Linked DNA regions of Mus musculus: all the other regions are linked to region 2. The links are chromatin contacts, called in public Hi-C maps. All regions are on one chromosome and are shown on one strand. Each heading gives the region's core, a stretch centred on a gene start, on an enhancer-like site or on the middle of the called end of the contact. The rest is flanking DNA. Distances are from core to core; before and after follow the strand shown.

Region 1 (3,840 bases), core at 255-2,754, 490 kb after region 2:
TTTTTTAAAAATGGATAAATGAAAATCATGCATTCATTATTAATTCTTCAAAACCACCTTGTTTCTTTAAGAAACAGTGATGGGCTTTTGTTTTGTTTTGTTTTCAGTACCCTACCCCGTAACTACACGGTGTTAAGTGACTAACTACAGTGAGGAACTGCCCTTAAACTCTTCCCATTCGTAGTAGAGTGGAGGACCCTGTTCCTTGGTTTCAAGCTTAGAATCTTGCTTTGTCTAAACTCTACTACTAAAGTATTTGCAGTAAACAAATATTAAGCTGTTGTTTACAAAGCTGGCACTCCACACATTCCACTTGCATATCTTCCCAGTCCGCACTGTCTAAGGACTGCACCTTTCTCTGCCCTCCCCAGGCTCCTTCCAGAGCAACTGGAAATGCCCTACAATTCTGAGGCCACCTGAAACCGACCCGTGTGACCTCCCTTCGGGGCTTTCTTCTGGGGCACAGGTCTAAGCACTAGACAGGACAATTTAAACGTACCTAAAAAGGCCTGGCCTGGCAGCAAGACACCAAGGAAGCCTGTTTCCTCACACTGCACTGAACACCTGGCTGTGCTACAGGGCTGCCATTTAAGGGCCACAGTAAGCAATCCCCAGGGCCACTGTCTCTGCTCAACGTTCAAAGACTTCACACCACAAAATCATGAAAAATAAACAGCCCTGTCTCAAAAAAAAAGAAATTACTTTTTCTATACAAATGTACACTGAAATTTGTTGCAGTGATTCTAGAAATTTCTGTCCTGTGCTAAAACTCGCCCCCCACCCCCTGTAAAATTATCACTGTGGCTTAATTGCAGCAAATCTGGAACTGACATAGTGCAATTACTAATAAATGAAAATCTTGCAGAAAGTCTGTAATTAAGAGTAGAAGTCACATACAGCAACAATTTCCTAACAGCGACGGACAGTCTCCTTTGAAACTCAGATTTAAAACACAGCACATGCACTCCTGCCTGCCTTGGGGAAAGAGCTGAATTTCACAAAACTAGCTGGAGTTTAACTGGCTTTTGGAGAAAAGAAGAAATAATTACAATTTTTAAGAATAAACTTTTTTTTTTACAATTTTTAAATAAAATAACCTAGCTCATTTTCACAGCCTTAAATCTGCAGTGAAAGAACCCACCATCTCATCCTTACACGTGAAGCCGTGTCAGCGGTAAGCGCAGACACTCACTGCTCCCCCTCGGGCACCACACATGTGCCCATGTGAGGCACCACTGACCTGGTCCTGGGGAAGGCCTAGGCCTACAGAGAAGCAGATCTCTAGATCACGAAATTTCAATTTACTCACTAGAAACACATCCTAAGACACTTCATCCTGCCTGACTCGATATGCAGCTGTCTTGCACCAAAAGATTCAGTGGCCTCACTGAGACTCCCAGAGTCCATCAGCTCCTGCCACAAGCAGCCTTACCACATACAGAGTTCAAATAGGAATGGCCCCATAGACTCACGTGTCTGAATGCTTGGCCCATGGGAGTGGCACTATTACGAGGTGTAGCCTTTTAGAGTAGGTGTGGCCTTGTTGGAGGAAGTGTGACACTGTGGGGGCAGGCTTTAAGGTCTCCCATGCTTAAGCTCCACCCACGGTGGAAGACAGTCTCCTGCTACTTTCCAATCAAGATGTAGAACTCTCAGCTCCTACTCTAGCACTATGTCTGCCTGGACACTGCCATGTTTCCCACCATGGTAATGGATTAAACCTCTGAAACTGTGAGCCAGCCCCAATTAAATGTCCTTTATAAGAGCTGTGCCACAGTCATGGTATCTGCTTAAAGCAATGAAACCCTAGGACACCATATACACACACACAAACACACACACACCTCCCCCAAGCTGCAGCCTTACAGGTTCCTATAACTAGAAAACACTTCCCTCCCCACCCCAGTCTGACTTGTTCTGTCGACTAACTTATTACTGATTACAACTGGGAGCACATACTGCCTCCCAAAGTCAAACTGTCCGTAGTGAGTCTCCCTACTGTAAATCCGTTGTTTATACTTCTCATCATATCAGAGTAAAAGGTAAGATATTCCAACTTTCCATCTCCCTCCACAATCTGGTTCTTTCCTGGTTAGCAACACCTACCCCATCTAACACACAAGCCTGATTTCAGGGCACCTATAGTCCAAGGCCTAAGAAAGAAGCCACATGGATGATTCCAGAGAATTATGGGGAAACAGTTTAGGCAAATCCAGATTCAAAGAGAGACCTAGTCTCAAAAAGTAGTAAGGCAGGTGTGTAGGCAGACACGCAAAGCCGACACCACCACCCTCCCCAATACACGGGCAACGTTCTCAATATGAAATGGAATGCACATAACCGAATGAGCAGCTAAGTATACACAGGACAAGTGAGTACCCTGAGCGGAGGCTGCTGCTGTCTCCTCAGATGAGCGCATGAAGTGCCTGCCTTCACTCTGACCTTTCAGGACCTCTGCTCCAAGAACTGCGCTGTACCTAGTGACTCAGCTGTAAAGCTATGCTGTACCTGGTGACTCGGCTGTAAAGCTATGCTGTACTTAGTGACTTGGCTGTAAAGCTATGCTGTACCTGGTGACTCGGCTGTAAAGCTATGCTGTACCTGGTGACTCGGCTGTAAAGCTATACTGTACCTGGTGACTCGGCTGTAAAGCTATGCTGTACCTGGTGACTCGGCTGTAAAGCTATACTGTACCTAGTGACTCGGCTGTAAAGCTATGCTGTACCTGGTGACTCGGCTGTAAAGCTATACTGTACCTAGTGACTCGGCTGTAAAGCTATGCTGTACCTGGTGACTCGGCTGTAAAGCTATGCTGTACTTAGTGACGGCTGTAAAGCTATGCTGTACCTAGTGACTCGGCTGTAAAGCTATACTGTACCTAGTGACTCGGCTGTAAAGCTATGCTGTACCTGGTGACTCGGCTGTAAAGCTATACTGTACCTGGTGACTCGGCTGTAAAGCTATGCTGTACCTAGTGACTCGGCTGTAAAGCTATACTGTACCTGGTGACTCGGCTGTAAAGCTATGCTGTACTTAGTGACTCGGCTGTAAAGCTATGCTGTACCTAGTGACTCGGCTGTAAAGCTATGCTGTACCTGGTGACTCGGCTGTAAAGCTATGCTGTACTTAGTGACTTGGCTGTAAAGCTATGCTGTACCTGGTGACTCGGCTGTAAAGCTATACTGTACCTGGTGACTCGGCTGTAAAGCTATGCTGTACCTGGTGACTCGGCTGTAAAGCTATACTGTACCTAGTGACTCGGCTGTAAAGCTATGCTGTACTTAGTGACGGCTGTAAAGCTATGCTGTACCTAGTGACTCGGCTGTAAAGCTATGCTGTACTTAGTGACTCGGCTGTAAAGCTATACTGTACCTGGTGACTCGGCTGTAAAGCTATGCTGTACCTGGTGACTCGGCTGTAAAGCTATGCTGTACCTAGTGACTCGGCTGTAAAGCTATACTGTACCTAGTGACTCGGCTGTAAAGCTATGCTGTACCTGGTGACTCGGCTGTAAAGCTATACTGTACCTGGTGACTCGGCTGTAAAGCTATGCTGTACCTGGTGACTCGGCTGTAAAGCTATGCTGTACTTAGTGACTTGGCTGTAAAGCTATGCTGTACTTAGTGACTCGGCTGTAAAGCTATGCTGTACCTGGTGACTCGGCTGTAAAGCTATGCTGTACCTGGTGACTCGGCTGTAAAGCTATGCTGTACTTAGTGACTCGGCTGTAAAGCTATGCTGTACTTAGTGACTCGGCTGTAAAGCTATGCTGTACTTAGTGACTCGGCTGTAAAGCTATGCTGTACTTAGTGACTCGGCTGTAAAGCTATGCTGTACTTA
Region 2 (3,450 bases), core at 709-3,208:
CCCACTTGAAAACCCTCTAAGTAGACACATCTCTGTTGCACCGTGTTCTCAAGAATAACCAGCTGGGGTATCATGATTCCGAGAGCCAAATACCAAATTTGTAAATCATCCTATAATTCAAAGATTTTTTTTCTTTTTTTCTTTTTCACAGACTGAGCACATGTATTTAATTAACCTTTTGGTTTGTATCGGTTGATGATACATTTAGTGAGAAGAAATCCCCTGATAGTGCATTTCTTTGTAACTTGATTTACAACCAAAACAGTTCTGTGATAATAGAACTTGAACTCGAGGACTGGCTATTAAAATAAAAACAAAGCAAGGAGAAAGCCTATAAAGATACAGAAAGATCAGATGATGGGGCTGCGTACAGGAGAAAGAGAAGAGGATGCTAGGTTCACCATTTGAAAGAATCACAGTGCTGTATTGACTGGGAGCAGGGAGGTCTTGAGCCGTTTGTGCGCACAGAAAACTCATGGGCCATGTCCTGGTAGAAGGAAAGGGATTGCTCAGCAATAGTGCTTTATAGGTTTTCTTAAATCTTTAAAAACAGAAAAAAAATCAGTCAAATATTAATTATACCATTGGTGCTATATCATCGGTGATTCATACTACCTCAGTTTGACCACAATCATAATGATGGAATTAATAGTGTTATGATTTCTTTTTTTTAATGAGTAAGCTGAGGTTTAGGAAGGTTGAACAACTTCATAGGGTCACACAGGTGCAAAAGATCTGTTGAGAACTGCAGCTAGGCTGTCTGACCTCAGAGAACCTTCACTGAACCACACTGCTGGATTATTCTCTCCTTAAGAATTGAGATATGATGAGATACACCAGGAAGAAACCACGGGGAGCTAGCTACAAGAAACCACCATTGGACAGCAGGCCACTTGAACTCAGGGGTCATCTTATTCAGATCCCTGCCATCATGCAACCTAAACTCGACCAGATAAAAATGTTACTTGCCCTACAGAGGAACCTAATCCTTTCTAGTCCCATTTGGTCCCCTCTGTAACACCAGTGGGGTAACTTTTGTTAAAAAATCTTTTTTTTTTTCATTTTCAAACTAAAACAGCATCATTTTCAAGTACGATTTGCCATTGTGTGGAAATATGTTTTGTTCATTGTGTAGACTGTAATCAAGATTGAAACTAATTCAAAAATCTGTCCCCAGGATATTTGTTGACAAGTGCCAACAGACGTGAATTCCCCCCCAAAATTTATGACTACAGTCAGCTATTCTTTTTAGTTCCAGTGAATTCGCAAGACCATATATGACCAAGTAAATTTTAAAAATTAACACACGTCCTAAACCATCACCAGTAAGAAAATACAGTTAGGCTGTATATATTTCATTCCTTTTGAACCTCAACTGGGAGGACCTGGGTGTGTCCTAAAGCCCTTGGAAGGCGGACCACATAAACAGGAAGGACACACAGAGCTGCTACAGATGTCAGACATAATGAACTGAGAGGAGAAGCCTGTGAACTCTGTTTATCCCCTACCACATAAAGACTGCACAGCAAGCCGCTGTGGAGATGGAGATGGAGATGGAGGTGGGGTTGGGGTAGCTAGGTGGGGTTGGTTTGCACCTAAGAGTTGCTTTTTAACTTGATATTGCCCACAGAAATAGAAAAGGCTTCTAATGAAAAAACAACCAGCTGCTAATTGAGACGCTCATGCCCCAACCCGAGACACAAGTCTGTTGCAGGAGATCCTAAGATAGGAAATGGTCAGGATGAGCGCTGTTAATTAACAGGCTAAGGGTACCTCATCAGCACAAGGACGCTGACATCTGCTATCCTTTCTTCTTTGTCTTCCTTTTTGGAAGTTTTAATTGCTTCACTGGGGCAAGTGCTGACAACTCTAAAAGGAACAAAGGAGAGCTTGCAACTGGGGCAGGCTCAACCCCTGGAGTTAAGTCACAAAATAACATCTGCATGATTGAGAGGAACCTACATAGCTGGGAGGAGTTCAGTTTACCTTCATAAAATGACATCACAAAGCATCTCTCAGGCCCAGGTGTGCTCAGCCACCTTGACCATGGAGAACGGGCAAGCGCTGCTCAACTTGCAAGTTACTGTCACAACTGGCCTTGGGTTATTAATTTTATTCTCCATTTTTTTTTTGCTTCACTATGAGTGTTCTTTAATCCGTGCTTGATGTGTTCCCTTCAGAAAGTCATTTATGGGGAAACCCTTTCTCCCCAGCCATTTTGTTTGGTGACTGTTGAATAATGGGCGCAGTAGACAATGACTCTTCGGGGTGGAGGGATGCTAAAGGTGGGAGAGCAAAGATGGGGTACAAGGGTGTGTGCTCTCTCCGGCATGGGCCCTGAAGCACAGAGGCTGCCATTGTCTATGGTATATCTGGACTTGGAATTAGCATGACTGCGTTTGGCTGGGTTAGGAGGAGAAGAACAGCATTCCCAAAATCCCACTCCATTTTTTTTTTGTTTTAATAAACTTGAATCCTTTGCACTGCCTGGGCACAAAATTACTGACTGACATGCTAAACCTATTAAACAACGTATTTTGCAAATTCTGAAAGAAGGAAAATGCACTATGAAAAAAAAATTACAGATGCTGAGAGGTTGTAATGCGGTTAACATGGGGGACCAGATCCAGCTCTGTTCTGTGGATTGCTATTAGCTTACTCCTTAAATCTCTGCTGGCCATGTAGCTCACGTCGTTCCCCCAAACGCAATCATTCCTCTTTTATCTGATCTCCTACAGTCTCTCTGTTTTATCAATATCTGACAGCAATTCCCAAAGATCCAGTAGAGTCCACTGTAATAGCCTTGCGTGCACTCTTGTCTCCCTTTGAAATCCAATACCTTAGCAGTGAAATAATTTATTGTGCTTTGTTTGGGGCTTTTATTTTTTGCATGTGTTTTGATACTATCCGTTTGAAAGGGATTGTTTGGAAATTTAAACCAACTGTTAGACTTGGAGTTATGAAAGCAAGATTTCTCCTAAAATCCCTCATAAGCCTTCACTGCTTAGTGTAGCAAATGTCACAGAGTCCCTGGGTCTAGCAATTATGGGAAAATGAAGAAAAATATGTCTTGGGGTCACAGCTGGTGGATGAAGCCATACAGGGGATCCAGTGAGCCAGAAAGAAAAAAATAACAATCAATGACAGTCCTATTTTTCTCAAAACTTCTGTAATGATATGGTTGTCAGAACCTGGCGATGTGTATTTCACTGGTTTGACCTTCCGCTGGAGATGGCTGGGGTCCCGCTGTGAGTCCACATCCTGGGTCCTGCATTTCTATTCTTGACTCCTGAAAACTGCCTTTTATAGGCACAATCTGGGAATGTCTTTATGGGCACACCACAGTCTTATATGTGCATTGTGAAATTAAAAAGCAAGACTTGTTCCAGGGAAGCTGTCGGCGGAGAACTATAAATCTTGATGGGTAGGAAAATATGCATTTCAATCAAA
Region 3 (3,692 bases), core at 1,052-3,551, 270 kb after region 2:
AGACAGCAAAACAGACGAGGCTTCCCTCCAGCTTTTCTTCCCCCTTTAGGGTCTCTCCGGCTCAGCAAAGACTTATTCACAGTACTTCCTGATTGTGCAGGGCTCACTGTGGACGTTCTCGTGGGGCCTCACTTTCCGTTACTCTCGGGAACTTTCCTAACACTTTCCTATTTCCTCATAGAAAAGACTCATTGTTTGACTTCTCTGCTTCAGGCCTGAGGCTGCTACTCCTGCACTCACTTCTGTTTTCTTTCAGAAAAGAGCAACATTTGGAAGCAGGGACCCTGTCGACAGATGTACTCTGTCACTAAGGACCAGAAGATGCCTAGTCTCTTGGAAACTTTGTTTTGGGAAATCCACTGAAGCCTACGAAAGAAGTGTATGGAGACTGTGCAGTGGCATTTGTCAGAGGCCTGACCAGATTACTACCAAGTGTGTTGGGGTGATAGTGGGAGCTGGAGGGATAGCTCAATGGTTCAGAGCACTTACTGCTTTTTAAGAGGACCCAGGTTCAATCCCCAGGACCCAGCTCACATCTGTCTGTAACTGCAGTTTGAGGTGACCTAACTTCCTCAGACACCAGGCATGGATGTGGTCCATATACATGCATGCAGGCAAAGCACTTATAGATACACACATATAAAGTAAAAGTAAATAATAATTTAAAAATAATAAAAGTTCTCTAGGTCAGCATGATAGCTCAGCAGGTAAAGGTGCTTGCTGTGAAACCTGATGACTTGAACTCAACCCCAAGTCTCTCACATGGTAGAAGCAGAAAACTGACTCTCAGGTTGTCTTTTGATTCCACATACCGGCCCCAGCACAGAGGTAATCACACATACAGACACCACATGCAGCCATAGCACAGAGGCACTCAGACACAAAAACAAACACACAGAGATGTTTGATGCTAAACTCATGGCTTAAGTCATTCAGGGCCATGAAAGCAAAGCTCTCCTCAGGGCTGGAGAGCTGGCTCACAGGTTAAGAGCATCTGCTGCTGGTCTTCCAGAGGATCCGGGTTTAATTTCCAGCATCCATATGGTGGCTCACGACCACCTGTAACTCCAGTTCCAAGGGATCTGGTGCCCTCTTCTGGCCCTTCTGGCCTCTATGGACATCAGGTATGCATGCAGTACACAGACAGACATACAAACAAAACAACACCCACATACATAAATTAAACATAATATATATTTTTAAACGCCTCCTGGGACTGTCTAGTTTCCTAACCGCCACCCTCCCTCCCGAAACCCCCCACTCTGCTCCACCCCTCACCCCTCACACCTACTGTTCCTATGACAACAATATCAAAGCCCATGCACTCCCAGCAAGCCCTCAACCACTGAGTGTGATTCCAAACTCAGGACTACGTCATTCGGGTTCTTCTAGTAGTTGTGCCTTGGAGTTATTTTATTCATAAAATTGTAATATAACTTTGATAAGAATGATATCACCAACAAAAAAATTAATTTAGAAAACACAATTCTTTGTGATAGTCACCATCCCACAGAGAAATATAATATACCTTGGTGTTGTTTCAGATCAACCTTTATAAAGCTCTGAAAATTGAGAATTTTCTTCCTAGGAGTCTGGTTTATTTATTGATATAACTACTCATACAGATTGATATTACTTTGTTTTATTGGTTTGATTTATTCTTTTTTCCCCTTAAGTTGATTTACTCTCTCTCTCTCTCTCTCTCTCTCTCTCTCTCTCTCTCTCTCTCTCTCTCTCTCTTTCTCTCTCTCTCTCTCCCCCTCCCTCTCTCTCCCTGGATTGGCAGCATTCACCGTTACCAATGAAACATCTCTCTAGCCCTGGTTTGGTTTATTTTTTCGTTGTTGTTTTTTGGTTTTTATTTTTATATAAATGATATTTTCCAGTATAGTGCATGGCTGTTGACCATACATGAAACCATCAATATTTATAACTATCATGTATCTCTGATGAGCTCTTAGGAACCTAATAGGTTTGGTTTTTTTTTTTTAATTAATTCTCTTGGAGTGGTAGCATGTGAAGTCAAGTTGTCTCCCAGGCTCCATGCTTCATCATCTGCAGTGAGAAAGCACCCAATTATTGTCTTATTGATTAGTGCTCTGCATAGCACTGGAGTGTTCTGAAGATAATTAAGACTCACACTTACTTTAAATAGCCAAAGAACTGTCATGTGATTCCCCCATCTGAACTGTGTGGGTGATGGAATGCATATGCAGCCCCCAGCAATGCAGCTTCCTGCATAGACATAGACACAGCCGCATAGCAAGGCCTTCAAGGGCACTTCCTTCACACAAATGGCCAGGGCAGCTGGAGATCATTTTCATGCAAATCTTCAAGAGCTTTGGTATTCCTAGTCCACTTTGTGCAGGCATTAGAAGAATGAAAATGAAGGTTGAACCGACCTTCATGAGTTCTTCCTTCTGACTGACATCCATTTGCATGTGCTTGTCTAGAACCAATTCATTACTTGCCCTAGTCAAACATAATTAGAACAGACTAACTGGAAAGGATGCCCACTGTCTCCAAGGACCAAGCACATCTACCTTAAACACCCAGTGCTGTAGAGAAAAGAGCTCTTTTCCCCTGAGGTTAGTCTGACACAGTGGTGATGGGCTTGGGCCGCTCCAGATGGGAAAACTGAGATGTTTCATTTAATATTGATGTGCTTTTAGACAATATCCTCCTATTGTTAACATTGGGTCCATGTTACACACTAGAAAGCTTTATGGCTCTGTCATATGAATGTGTGCTGTTTAAGGGAATAGCTTAAATACTTGGCTTTATGGTGGTCTCAAGGATAACTTTGCAGCCCTAAGGGCTGAGCCTCTTCCTCAAGATTCAACATGGTCTCTAGAGCCTTAGGATTCAAATCTCCGTTTCTGGGATCTTAGAGGGGGTTGCGGTGGAGATAAGAGTGAGAGTTGGTGTAATTAAAAGTGAAGTAGAGCAGGAATATTATTTAGGTCAAGTTCTCTGAAACTGCCACCCAATCCTTCCAGCTACATCCATTGACCAAAGCCCAGCCCCACCACACTGTAATGGCTTGAACCTGAAATGTCCACTATAGACTCATGGTTTTGACACTTAATTCTTGGCTGGTGGTGGTATTTGAGATGGTCAAGAAACTTTGATTTTCCGTATCTAGTCAGAGGAGGTTAGTCAGTGAAGGTGGGTTCCTGGGAGTGGCCACTTCTCACACTGCTTCCCAGCCATCCAAGATGTATACTAAACTGCCCTATCGTGGCTTCCCCACCAAGATGAACTGAATCCTCCAAAGTTTGAGACAATCAATCTTCCTGTAAGTTGCTACTATTGGGCATTCCATCACAGAAGTGCAAGCAACTCGAGTGTCTTAAGTGCAGAGGACATTGGGAAGAGGAATCCTAGTTAACTGAAAAGCAGATTTCTAATTGAGAAAATCTAAGTCATGGATATGGGTTTACTTTTAAAATGAGCATAATGATAGTGACAATTTCAAAGCTTTTGTAATGGTTAATTGACATTACTAATATCTTACATAGTAGTTGTTTTCATTTCATTTCCAGATAGCATTGCTAAAGTACTCTAACAAAACCAACTTTGAGAAAGAAAGTCTTGGTTGGCCTCACAGTTTCAGGTGACAGTCCATCACAGGGGAGAGTCTAGGCAGGAATTTAAAGCAGCCAGCCACATCATTACATATTTGCTCAGTA

What was found. Hi-C and Micro-C count contacts between places; a contact is called where the count stands out from the background.
Region 1: a contact with region 2 is called in a Hi-C map of embryonic stem cells, with 2.4 times the contacts expected there. The contact joins two enhancer-like sites. A contact is called at or near these places in 6 of 39 promoter capture datasets (3T3-L1-derived adipocytes, the C10 cell line, frontonasal cranial neural crest and 2 more), 39 of 484 Hi-C or Micro-C datasets (the C2C12 cell line, the HL-1 cell line, MC3T3-E1-derived osteoblasts and 18 more), 2 of 115 datasets of contacts at active chromatin or transcription factors (embryonic stem cells and kidney) and 1 of 9 other capture datasets (embryonic stem cells).
Region 3: a contact with region 2 is called in a Hi-C map of embryonic stem cells, with 1.6 times the contacts expected there. The contact joins two enhancer-like sites. A contact is called at or near these places in 1 of 15 datasets of contacts at CTCF or cohesin (the NIH/3T3 cell line) and 5 of 484 Hi-C or Micro-C datasets (the HL-1 cell line, embryonic stem cells and liver).

Annotation. Positions count from the first base shown.
Region 1 is chr1:186,727,442-186,731,281 of GRCm38.p6, forward strand. All of the region lies in intron 4 of Rrp15 (ribosomal RNA processing 15 homolog (S. cerevisiae)), which reads right to left. Among named protein-coding and RNA genes, the nearest start is that of A430105J06Rik, 19 kb to the right of the region's middle. Within about 2 kb of position 1,505, at least 13 of the 459 cell types and tissues checked have an H3K27ac peak or open chromatin away from gene starts, as enhancers often do. A contact at or near this core is called in embryonic stem cells, where this site is marked.
Region 2 is chr1:186,234,988-186,238,437 of GRCm38.p6, forward strand. No RefSeq gene overlaps it. Among named protein-coding and RNA genes, the nearest start is that of Gm35201, 99 kb to the left of the region's middle. Within about 2 kb of position 1,959, at least 10 of the 459 cell types and tissues checked have an H3K27ac peak or open chromatin away from gene starts, as enhancers often do. A contact at or near this core is called in embryonic stem cells, where this site is marked.
Region 3 is chr1:186,508,415-186,512,106 of GRCm38.p6, forward strand. A730004F24Rik (RIKEN cDNA A730004F24 gene) reads right to left here. Exons shown (of 2, transcript NR_131158.1): 2 at 3,424-3,692. Among named protein-coding and RNA genes, the nearest start is that of Gm35426, 24 kb to the left of the region's middle. Within about 2 kb of position 2,302, at least 6 of the 459 cell types and tissues checked have an H3K27ac peak or open chromatin away from gene starts, as enhancers often do. A contact at or near this core is called in embryonic stem cells, where this site is marked.